3 separate regions of the Sus scrofa genome follow, and all the other regions are linked to region 1. A link is a contact called in public HiChIP or PLAC-seq and promoter capture Hi-C data. All regions are on one chromosome and are shown on one strand. Each heading gives the region's core, a stretch centred on a gene start, on an enhancer-like site or on the middle of the called end of the contact. The rest is flanking DNA. Distances are from core to core; before and after follow the strand shown.

What was found. Promoter capture Hi-C pulls out the DNA fragments that hold promoters and counts their contacts. HiChIP or PLAC-seq counts read pairs in DNA pulled down with a chosen protein or histone mark.
Region 2: a promoter capture Hi-C map of fetal skeletal muscle shows a contact between it and region 1, with 4 times the contacts expected there. The contact joins the promoter of SCARF2 here to the promoter of GSC2 in region 1. A contact is called at or near these places in 4 of 5 promoter capture datasets (fetal liver, fetal skeletal muscle and liver), 11 of 47 Hi-C or Micro-C datasets (alveolar macrophages, embryonic fibroblasts, fetal heart ventricle and 7 more) and 2 of 2 datasets of contacts at active chromatin or transcription factors (alveolar macrophages and skeletal muscle).
Region 3: an H3K27ac HiChIP or PLAC-seq map of skeletal muscle shows a contact between it and region 1, with 3 times the contacts expected there. The contact joins the promoter of KLHL22 here to the promoter of GSC2 in region 1. A contact is called at or near these places in 1 of 47 Hi-C or Micro-C datasets (liver) and 2 of 2 datasets of contacts at active chromatin or transcription factors (alveolar macrophages and skeletal muscle).

The regions. Positions count from the first base shown.
Region 1 is chr14:50,959,063-50,962,154 of Sscrofa11.1, forward strand. It overlaps GSC2 (homeobox protein goosecoid-2), which reads right to left and starts at 1,362. Exons shown (of 3, transcript XM_001927426.5): 1 at 873-1,362; 2 at 519-772; 3 at 1-34. The coding sequence starts at 1,128.
Region 2 is chr14:50,811,844-50,814,735 of Sscrofa11.1, forward strand. It overlaps SCARF2 (scavenger receptor class F member 2), which reads left to right and starts at 1,318. Exons shown (of 11, transcript XM_021072793.1): 1 at 1,318-1,505. The coding sequence starts at 1,333.
Region 3 is chr14:50,772,223-50,775,213 of Sscrofa11.1, forward strand. It overlaps KLHL22 (kelch-like protein 22), which reads left to right and starts at 1,695. Exons shown (of 8, transcript XM_021072689.1): 1 at 1,695-1,777; 2 at 2,044-2,423. LOC106505550 (a long non-coding RNA gene) reads right to left here and starts at 1,672. Exons shown (of 4, transcript XR_002338430.1): 1 at 1,426-1,672; 2 at 1,182-1,308; 3 at 838-908.

The sequences.
Region 1 (3,092 bases), core at 112-2,611:
GTCGCCACTTGGCCCGGCGGTTCTTGAACCAGACCTGAGGAGAAGGAGAGGCGCTCAGGCACGCCCAGCCTGGGGATCTGCGTCCCACGCAGCTTCCAAAGTGGACCCGCCAGGGCCTCGGGATGCAGGTGTGTGCGGACGAAGACTGCGGAGCCAGGACCGCTCAGCGGCTGCGCCCTGCTCTCTCACCTGCTGCAGATGCCGGTAGCAACTTGGGCATCGGGGCTGTAGCAGCTTCCCCACTCGGACCAGCATACTTGCCCTCCCCTTCCCACCCCCTGCTGCTGCGCGCTCTCCCGAGCTTCCCAAATTCCGAAACATGCATGCTCTCCTCGATAGTCATGGGTGGTGCCGGGGAGGGGAGTTTAAAACTAAGGAAAAGAAACCAGCCTTATCTCCGCTCCGGCTCCTGCCCTTCCGCAAGAGCCAGTTCCTGCCCGCCTCTCGTCCCGGACCCGCCTGGCGCTCCCTCGCTCCCGGGGCCTCCGCACTTCGGGCCCCGAGTCGCGGACACACACCTCTACACGCTCCTCGCGCAGGCGGATGCGGCCGGCCAGCCGCTCCCGCGTGCCCACGTCGGGGTACTGGTTCTGCACGAAGAGCGCCTCCAGCGCCTGCAGCTGCTCCTCGCTGAAGATGGTGCGGTGGCGCCTCGTGCGTCGCTGCGGCCCGGGGCTGCCAGCGCCCGGCAGCGCCCCAGAGCCTTCGGTAGACGAGGCCAAGGGCAAGGGCGCCGTGGGTCCTAGCCTCACCGGCCAAGGCAGCCGCGCGCCTGCGGGGCGAGGGCGCGTTGAGGCGCGGGGCAGGCGCCGGGCTCCAATCCCACCGCGCCGCGCTGGGTACCCCCGGGCCCGCGCCCTCCGCCCACTCACCCAGCCCCGAGGCCGGCTCCGGGGCCCGTTGGGGCGCGGCGCGGGGGCCGCAGCAGCAGCAGCAGGCACAGGGAGCTGCCTCAGGCGTCCCGGGCGCCCCGGGCTCCGCGGGGCTTTGGCGGCCGGCGGCCAGCGGCGGAGGGGCGGCCCGGGCCGGAGGGCTCCGCTCGGGGAGGCCGGAGAGGATATGCTCAATGGAGAAGGGGCAGAGCCTCCCGGAGCCCCTGCGGCCCGACGCGCCCCCGGCCGCCGTCATGCCGCCTGTTGGCCACCGCCGCCGCCGCCGCGGGAATATATCCGTCGGGGGGGCGCGCGGTAATCCCCGGGCCGGGCGCCGGGTCCACGCGGGCTAATCCCGCCTCACCGCCAGCAGCGCGCTAATCCCCGGCGGCCGCGGCGGAGGCGGGAGGGGCTGCGGGGGCCCTGCGCCCCGCATCCGTGCCCCTGACCCGTGGGGCTGGCGGAGCGCGGGGCTGCCTCCAATGCCCACCCTCCTGCGGTCTAGCCCTGAGGCTAGGGCGGCGCCTAGAGGACGCCGGGAGCGCTGCAGCCCTAGGGCGCGGCTGACCCACCGGCCCAGCCCGTGTCCCCTGTCCCATAGCCACCGCGGCCAGGGCTGACTCCTCGTCCCCTTCGGGGCCTTACCTGGGCGGCGAACAAGTCTGGAGAAACCTGACAAACTGCACAGTCTCCTGGTCCTCAAACTTCTGAGCTCCAGCCTCAGGTGGGGCCCAATACCATCCGCAACGCCGTGCTCGCACCACACTTTGGCCCCAATCTCCGCCCCCACCCCCACCAATTAAGAGCCCCGGCCTCATCCTCAGGCAGGAAACCCGCGCGGGCGTCAGACATCCCCGCGCAAAACCCGCAACCCCATTGCTCCGGGGCCCTTTTCTTGGATCAGGGAATCTTCCCAACTCCATCCAAGGCCCCACTTATGTGCTCTGAAGCCACTTCTCCTTTCCTTTCCTGTATGTCCCAGCATCCCCTCAAAACCTTTAACACCCCTGCCCACCCTCAGTGTAGTCACACTTCTCAGGAGCTGTCCTGTCGTCCACACCCCCACTGCTCAGCAGGGGCCAGTCTGGCTCCGTCCACCATCTCTCCAGGGCATTCTGCCCAACAATGCTGGTGACCTACACTTTGCCAAATTCTAGGAAGACTGTTTTTTTCTTTTCTTTTCTTTTTCTTTCCTTCTTTCTTTTTTTGTTTTTTTGCTTTTTAGTGCTGCACCGGAGGCATACAGAGGTTCCCAGGCTGGGAACCCAATCAGAGCTACAGTGCCACAGCAATGCAGGATCCAAGCCTCGCCTTCGACCAACACCACAGCTCACAGCAATGCTGGATCTGTAACTGAGTGAGGCCAGGGATCAAACCACAACCTCATGGTTTCCAGTTGGATTTGTTTCACTGCTCCAGTACGGGAACTCCTAGGAAGACTGTTTCATCCTCAACTAAGCAGCTTTGTACAGCCAGCCAGGGCTTGTGTGTAAGGCCTTCTCTGGACCTCTGAAAGGTTACTCTGGCTCACAGGACATAACAGCAGGCAGCCTGGTTTGCACTCCAGCTGTCATTTCCTAGCTGTGGGATAGGTTCCTTCCCTCCCTTGTGCTGGGGTTTCCCAGTCTATACACTGGTATAATAATGGCGACATAACTCTCAGATGCTCTGTGGGTGAAAGGTTAGAACCCCTCTGGTCAGGGGTCTCCATGAATGCCCTTGGGGGACAACATATGCTTTTCTTCCACTTCACATCCCCTTCCTGAGGGGCTCTTGCTGACTCCACTCTGGTGTCGGTGAGGACACTTTGGACTTCAAGCGACAGAACCTGCTGACTCAGTTGTCAAAGAGGCCTGACATATGGTGCCCAGGGCTTGATCTGGAAGCTCAGTGAAGGAGCCATTTCCTCTTTGAATGGCCCACCTCATGGTCAAAAGATGGCTGCCACTGCCCCAGACCTCCCGTCTCTTCCCTCTCACAGCCAACTTCCTCACAGAATTGCATGCTTGCTGTTAGGTCAGAGAAGTGGCCGGGGGTTGACTACTCACTTAGAGATGGGGACAACAGGGTCAGTGGTCACGAAGGCTGGGCCCTGGCTGTTCCTTTATCCCTCCCCTTTCTCACCCTTGGTGACCTCCTACAATCTTGAAGCTTCAGGTACCATCTCTGTGACAAGGACTCCCTAGTTGTTACCTCCAGGCTGACTGATTTCTCTGTTCC
Region 2 (2,892 bases), core at 68-2,567, 150 kb before region 1:
GGGTGCAGCTTCCCCGGCCACCTTCCCCAACTTCTGCCTCCCTCCTGGACCAGCATGGCTCAGAGAGGGGACCTAATGGTGGAAGGCCCCTACCCTGCTCCTCCCCAGCCCACCTTCTTCCAGCCTGGTGGTGCCCACAGCCTTGGACCTTTTAGTGGCCCTTATTCCACCCTCCCAGATGGGCTATCCAGGTACCTGAGGCAGGACACCACCGTCCCCTCAGGGGTCTGCATGCAGCCTGCTCCCTGGGAGAAGGCAGGTGCCCCTCCTTGCCCAGGCCCTTCTGCCAACTCTCAAGTCCCCAGAAGCCCAGCTCATCACTGCTAGGACCCAGCTGCTAGCTTTCTGTTCCATCCCCTGGCTTACCTGCCGTCCCTGCTTCCCCTCTGCTTCCTGGCCTGGGGTTCCTTCTCCTCCCTGTCCCCTTCTCTGCTGCCCCTGCTCTGCTCTGTGCTGCCGCGCACCCTCCTGATGTAGTAGCGCCCATGCTTCCAGCCCTGACTCCACCTTCTGGACTTTTCCTTTGGTGACCTCCTGAAACCGACGGAATCCCTGTCAGGTCCCCAGCCCTTCTCCACACCTTGACAAGAGCTGTAGGGTCTCAGTCCCAGGGCGGTCCTGCCACTTCCATTAGTCTCCCTGACCTGCCTTCACCTCCACTTTCTCTCGTCGGAGCCCACGGGGGTGCCATTCTCTCCAGTCCATCCCTATGCTCCCCAACCTCCTACTCAGGCCTCTGGTCCAGACCGAGTCTACCCATAGGCCTCGAGCATCCGGCCCGCCGTAGCTTGCAGGCTTTGATTGCACTGATGGCACAGCCGGGTACTAGGCAGGCCTCTGGGGGGTGCGGGTGGGCAGAGGCCGGCTTGCAGCCTTGACCTGGCCGTTCTGAGGCGCTGCTGGCGGGGGCGCCGAGGGAGCTTCGGTGCGTCGCGCCTCGTCCCCACCTCCTTCCCGTCCCTGGCCTGGCCTCGCAGGGAGCGCGCAGGGGCCGCTTCTGGGGTGGGTGTCTGGGGAGGGGAGGGACACGAGCGGCGGTCGGGGATTCCCCGGGCGGGCCCCTTCCAAGTTTGCCCCCAAGTTTGCGCGCGGCCGCGTGGGGGCGGGGGCCGTGCGGAGGGGCGGCGGCGCGGCCAGAGGGTGGGGTCTGGCGCGCGGGGCGGGCGCTGCCGCCTGGCCGGCCGCGGCTGGCCCGGGATCAGGGAGCCGATGTGGAATTTCCTGCCCGGCCCGGCGCCCCTCCTGCCGCCCCCCGCCCGGCCGCGCACTCCGCTTCCGGCCGCTCTCGCTTGCGGCCGCACCCGCGCCCGCCCCGCGCCTGCCCCGCGCCGCATGGAGGGCGCAGGGCCCCGGGGGGCCGGGCCGGCGCGGCGCCGGGGAGCCGGGGGGCCGCCGCCGCGGTTGCTGCCGCCGCCACCGCTGCTACTGCTGCTCTGGCTGTTGCCCGGCCCCGCGGCGCCCCAGGAGCTGAGCCCGCGCGGCCGCAACGTGTGCCGCGCGCCCGGGTAGGAGCCGGCCGGGCTGGGGAAGGGAGCCGAAGGGGACGCCCAGGACCGGGGGGAGGGGGCGCCCGGGACCTCTCTGCGCCAAACGCGCGGGCCTCTCTGGCGGGCCTCGCCGACACCGGCTCCGCTCCAGGCCGAGCTAGGGCGCCGGGCCACGACGGTGCGTCCGAGGATACACCGGACGAGGAGACAGCGAAGGGAAAGCGGAGGACTGTGGGCGCTCGGAGGGCTGACACAGGGTGTCCGAGATTTTAGACCCAGAAAAAGGGACCCTTGGGCCGGGCAGTGAAGGCCATAAGTCAGGAAGGGCATTTCAAGCCCATGGCATGGCATGGCATGCTCAGGAGCCCAGGCACACGAGTGTGGCTAGAGCCAGGATGAAGGGACGGTGAGGGTCCAGGGGAGATGGAGCGGCGCTCCTGAAAGAAGGGAGCCGAGGAGGACTTAAGGCAGGCGAGACTCGGAAGGACAGAACAGTCTTAGGAGGAGCGGGCTCGGGTGGGAGGAAGGTAGTAACGGAGGTGGGCATCGAGAAGGCTGCGCTCAGAGTGGACCAGAAGCAGGGATCGAAAAGACAATGCCCTGCGCCGGCGCCGGCATCGGGAGGATGTGGACCTCCCGGGTAGGAATACCAGGTGTGGGAGGGGCGGCGCCGAGGTGGGGCGCCCCAAGGAGCTGACTGGGGAAGCGTGTGGAACAGGAGGGGACAGGCCTTGCCCGAGGGCGGCAGGCCCAGGACTCTGCGCAGAGGGCGAAGAGCACAGGCCAAGACCCAGGAGTGGACGCAGGGGTCGGAGGACCTGGTGGGCCCCTTTAAGAGGCCATTTCGAGGTCAAGGGCATCTCCACGCGGGGGCAAGAAGCCTGTGTGTGGGGGTGCCTTGACCTGTGCCGGGGGCGCCGGGTGGACAGGAAGCTGGAGGGGCAGCCACCGGCTCCTAGCGGGTGCAGTAGGGACGCCCTGGGCCGCAGAGCCCAGGGGGCCGCGTCCGGGGGCAGGGCGGTCGCCGCAGACAAGGGGCTGTGAGGGGCCGCGCGGGGTTTCCAAGCTCAGATCCCGAGGCGCGCAGACCCCTCCCCGCTGCGAGCTCCGCCTCCGGGCGGGGGCCGGCCTGGCCCGCCATCTGCTTCACATCGACGCCGCCGCCGCCTCCCGGGCCTCCCGGGCCTCCCCGGCCCCAGGAATGCAGTGGCGGAGGCGGGCGGGGCTGCCTGGAGAGGGGGAGGGCACGATCGCCAGCGGCCCTGTCCTACCGCCTAGGCCCCTCCTTCCCTGTGGGGGTCCATGCTGGGGGATCCGATGGCAGCCTGGAGCGGTCGGGAGCCTGCTCCCACTCCCCCTCTCCGGAGACCTCCCCACGAGGCGGTCTGTTCCCGTAGCCTGGAGT
Region 3 (2,991 bases), core at 445-2,944, 190 kb before region 1:
TCAGTGGGTTAAGGATTTGGTGTTGCCATGAGCTGTGGTGTAGGTTGCAGATGTGGCTGGGATCCCGTGTTGCTGTGGCTCTGGTGTAGGCTGGCGGCTACAGCTCGGATTAGACCCCTAGCCTGGGAACCTCCATATGCCGCAGGAGTGGCCCTAGAAAAGGTGGAAAGACAAAAAAAAAAAAAAAAAAAAAGAATGAAATGTTTCCCATTCTAGTGGATACTTAAGCATGTTCTCCATGTATGCGGTGTGCTAACTGGATGTCTTTTGACATAATTGTTACACGTTTGGCATGGATAGCGCATAGGTTGGTGTCTTCAAAAAGGCCAACCAGATAGGTCTCACTTGCCTCCAGCAAAGCAGCAATAGGTGCACTCTGGAGCACAGATCTGTTCTGAAGTCCTGAGCAATTTCCCACACCAGACACTGGAAGGGAAGCTTATGAATAAGAAGTTCAGTGGACTTCTTTTTTTTTTTTTGCTTTTTTTAGGGCTGCACCCGTGGCATATGGAGGTTCCCAGGCTAGGGGTCCAAATAGAGCTACAACTGCCCACCTACACCACAGCCACAGCAACACCAGATCCAAGCCATGTGACCTACACCACAGCTCACAGCAACAGCAGATCCTTAAACCTTCAGTGGATTTCTGATAACGTCTAATTTCACAGAGTTCCACGGGTACCAGGCCCGTAATGATGAAGTTTCTTCACCCCTCCAGTAGAGGGCACACTCTTGCGGGCGGCTTTTGTAGCCCGTTGCTTCTTCAGTGCTTTACCACCGGTGGATTTGCAAAGGTCTGCTTTGTATAAGCTGTGGTATAGAGACCTCCTTACTTACCCCCCTTCTCCTTCGGCTGGAGCTCAACGAGCTAGAGATGGCGCTAGTGAACGATGGCGGCTCAGCAGTGGCTGTGAACACAATTGAGTTTTTTGTTTTTTGGGGTTTTTTTTTTGGTTAGATCTGCCCTCCATGTTCTTGCTGACACTGCCCCCATCCTGGAATGCTTTTCCTGCTCCTCCAAAGTTCTCATCTGTTACACAGCTCGGGGATCACCACCTCCAGAAAGCCCTCCTGGAAGGCCTCTCCCACTGGGAACCTTTGCTCTTGGAGGCTGTTCCAGTCTCCCAATCCTGTCTAAAGCCTCAGGCAGCTGTCTGCGCTCAGTGCTTCTTTTCACTTACTTTCTCTCTCTCCCACGTTCGCCCACCGTTCTTTTTAACCTCCAGCCATCCCCAGCCACATCCTCCGTCACAGCACCCCATCCTCCGGACGCGGCCATCACACATGAGCCTTGTAGAATGGAGTCTCCTGCGGGTGAGGAGGAGAAAAATGAACGCAAGCTCTTCTCAGACTGCCGGGCCCCTGCTGTAGGCTGGGGAACGGATTTACTCCCCAATCTTGGTAAACAAGAAAACACCTGTTCACCCTGGCCATGTTTATGTCATTGCTGGCATCCAGCAGGGGGCGGGCAACTCAGAGGACCTCGAGGGAGGGACCGAGGTGAGGAAGGAGGAAAGGTTTAAGGGGCGTGATCCTCGCCAGAACGCCTTCCTTCACGTCCTCACTCTTCTCTCTGCTGCCTGTGCAGGCGCCCCTCGGCGCCGGGGTCTGGAACCAGGCGGAGACTCGGCTTCAGGGGGATCCCGCCTCCGCCCCGGCCCCGCCCCCGCCCCGCGTCCGCCTGGCGCCTGCGCGGCGAGACCACGTAAGGCACCGAAGCCCCGCCCCGCGCCCCGCCCCGCCCCGCGAGTGCGGCCTCAGCTTGCAGCTGCGCCAGGTGAGCGACCAGCGCCGGTCAGCGCGGGTTCCCTTGCGGGGCCTGGGGGCGGTTCGCAGCGTGGGACGGGCGCGCGGGGCCGGGACAAGGGCTTGAGCTGCGCGGGGCACGTGCCGGGAGCAGACCGGGCCGGGGGGCGGGAGGAGGCCTGAGGCGAACCCGCGGCCTGACGTGGCTGAGGCGGCGGGCGGGACCCCCGGGCGCGGCGGGCCGGAGCTTCGGGGACGCCGGCGTCCTGGTCCCTACCAGGGCTGTCACTCTGGCAGGTCAGCGCGCGCGCTTCCCGCGGCGACGTCGGCGCTGTGTGGGCGGCCCTGCAGCAGGCGGAGGGTCGGGCGGCCGTCCGTCCACCCGGTTCGACCTTGGACCCCGGCCCACCTGCATCGGCCCCTCAGCCGGCCCAGGCTCGGACCCTGCGCGCCGCCGGGACGGACCCGGACGGACCCGGAGGCCGGGCTGTCAGTGCGACGCCTGGGCCTGGAGCTCCCGGTCTCTGGCCCCGCCGCGGGCCCAGCGCTTTCGCCCGGGCGCCTCCCCGCCCCGCTCTGATGCTCCAGAGCCATCCCAGCCCGCCCCTGACCCTGGCCACCCCCTGGGAGGTGGGACCCCTTTCCCTTTGTTGGAGACCTTGCTTCGTGCTGCCAAGGTTTGAGCTTTGTGGGGGGCCAGACGCTGTTTGGGGGCCCTGAAGAGGAATGACAGTGTCTGTTCAGTAAATGGTGTTGAGTTGAACATTCTTCGAAAATACTTCAGACTCTGTCATTCATGAGTTCATGAAATTCATTTTATGTCCTTCGGTTTGTACCTACTTGGGATATAAACCCTTTTCCTGCTCTTTCTAAAACCCTGAAGAGCTCTGAATGCAGGGCCTTGCTTGTGATGACTAGGGAAATGTAATGGGATGAAGAAGGAACTTAGTCCAGGGAAGGACTTGGTGATAGAGAACCCTTGTAAAATAAATAGGTCTAGGGTGCCAGAGAGTGAGCTTGCAAGAACGTTTTATATTTCAAAAAAAACAGAAATGGGAAGGAAATCACAAAGTATGTGCAGCATTCCACTTAATTTTTTATTTTTTGAAATTTGACAGTTAGGGAAGTTACACTGTGAAATGCTGTTTTTCATCTAAGTACAATTTTTTTTAAAGAATGCTATTGGGTGTGCTAGACACTGGTTGAAATTGGGTTCTCATACTTTGCTGGTGGAAGGAAAAAAAC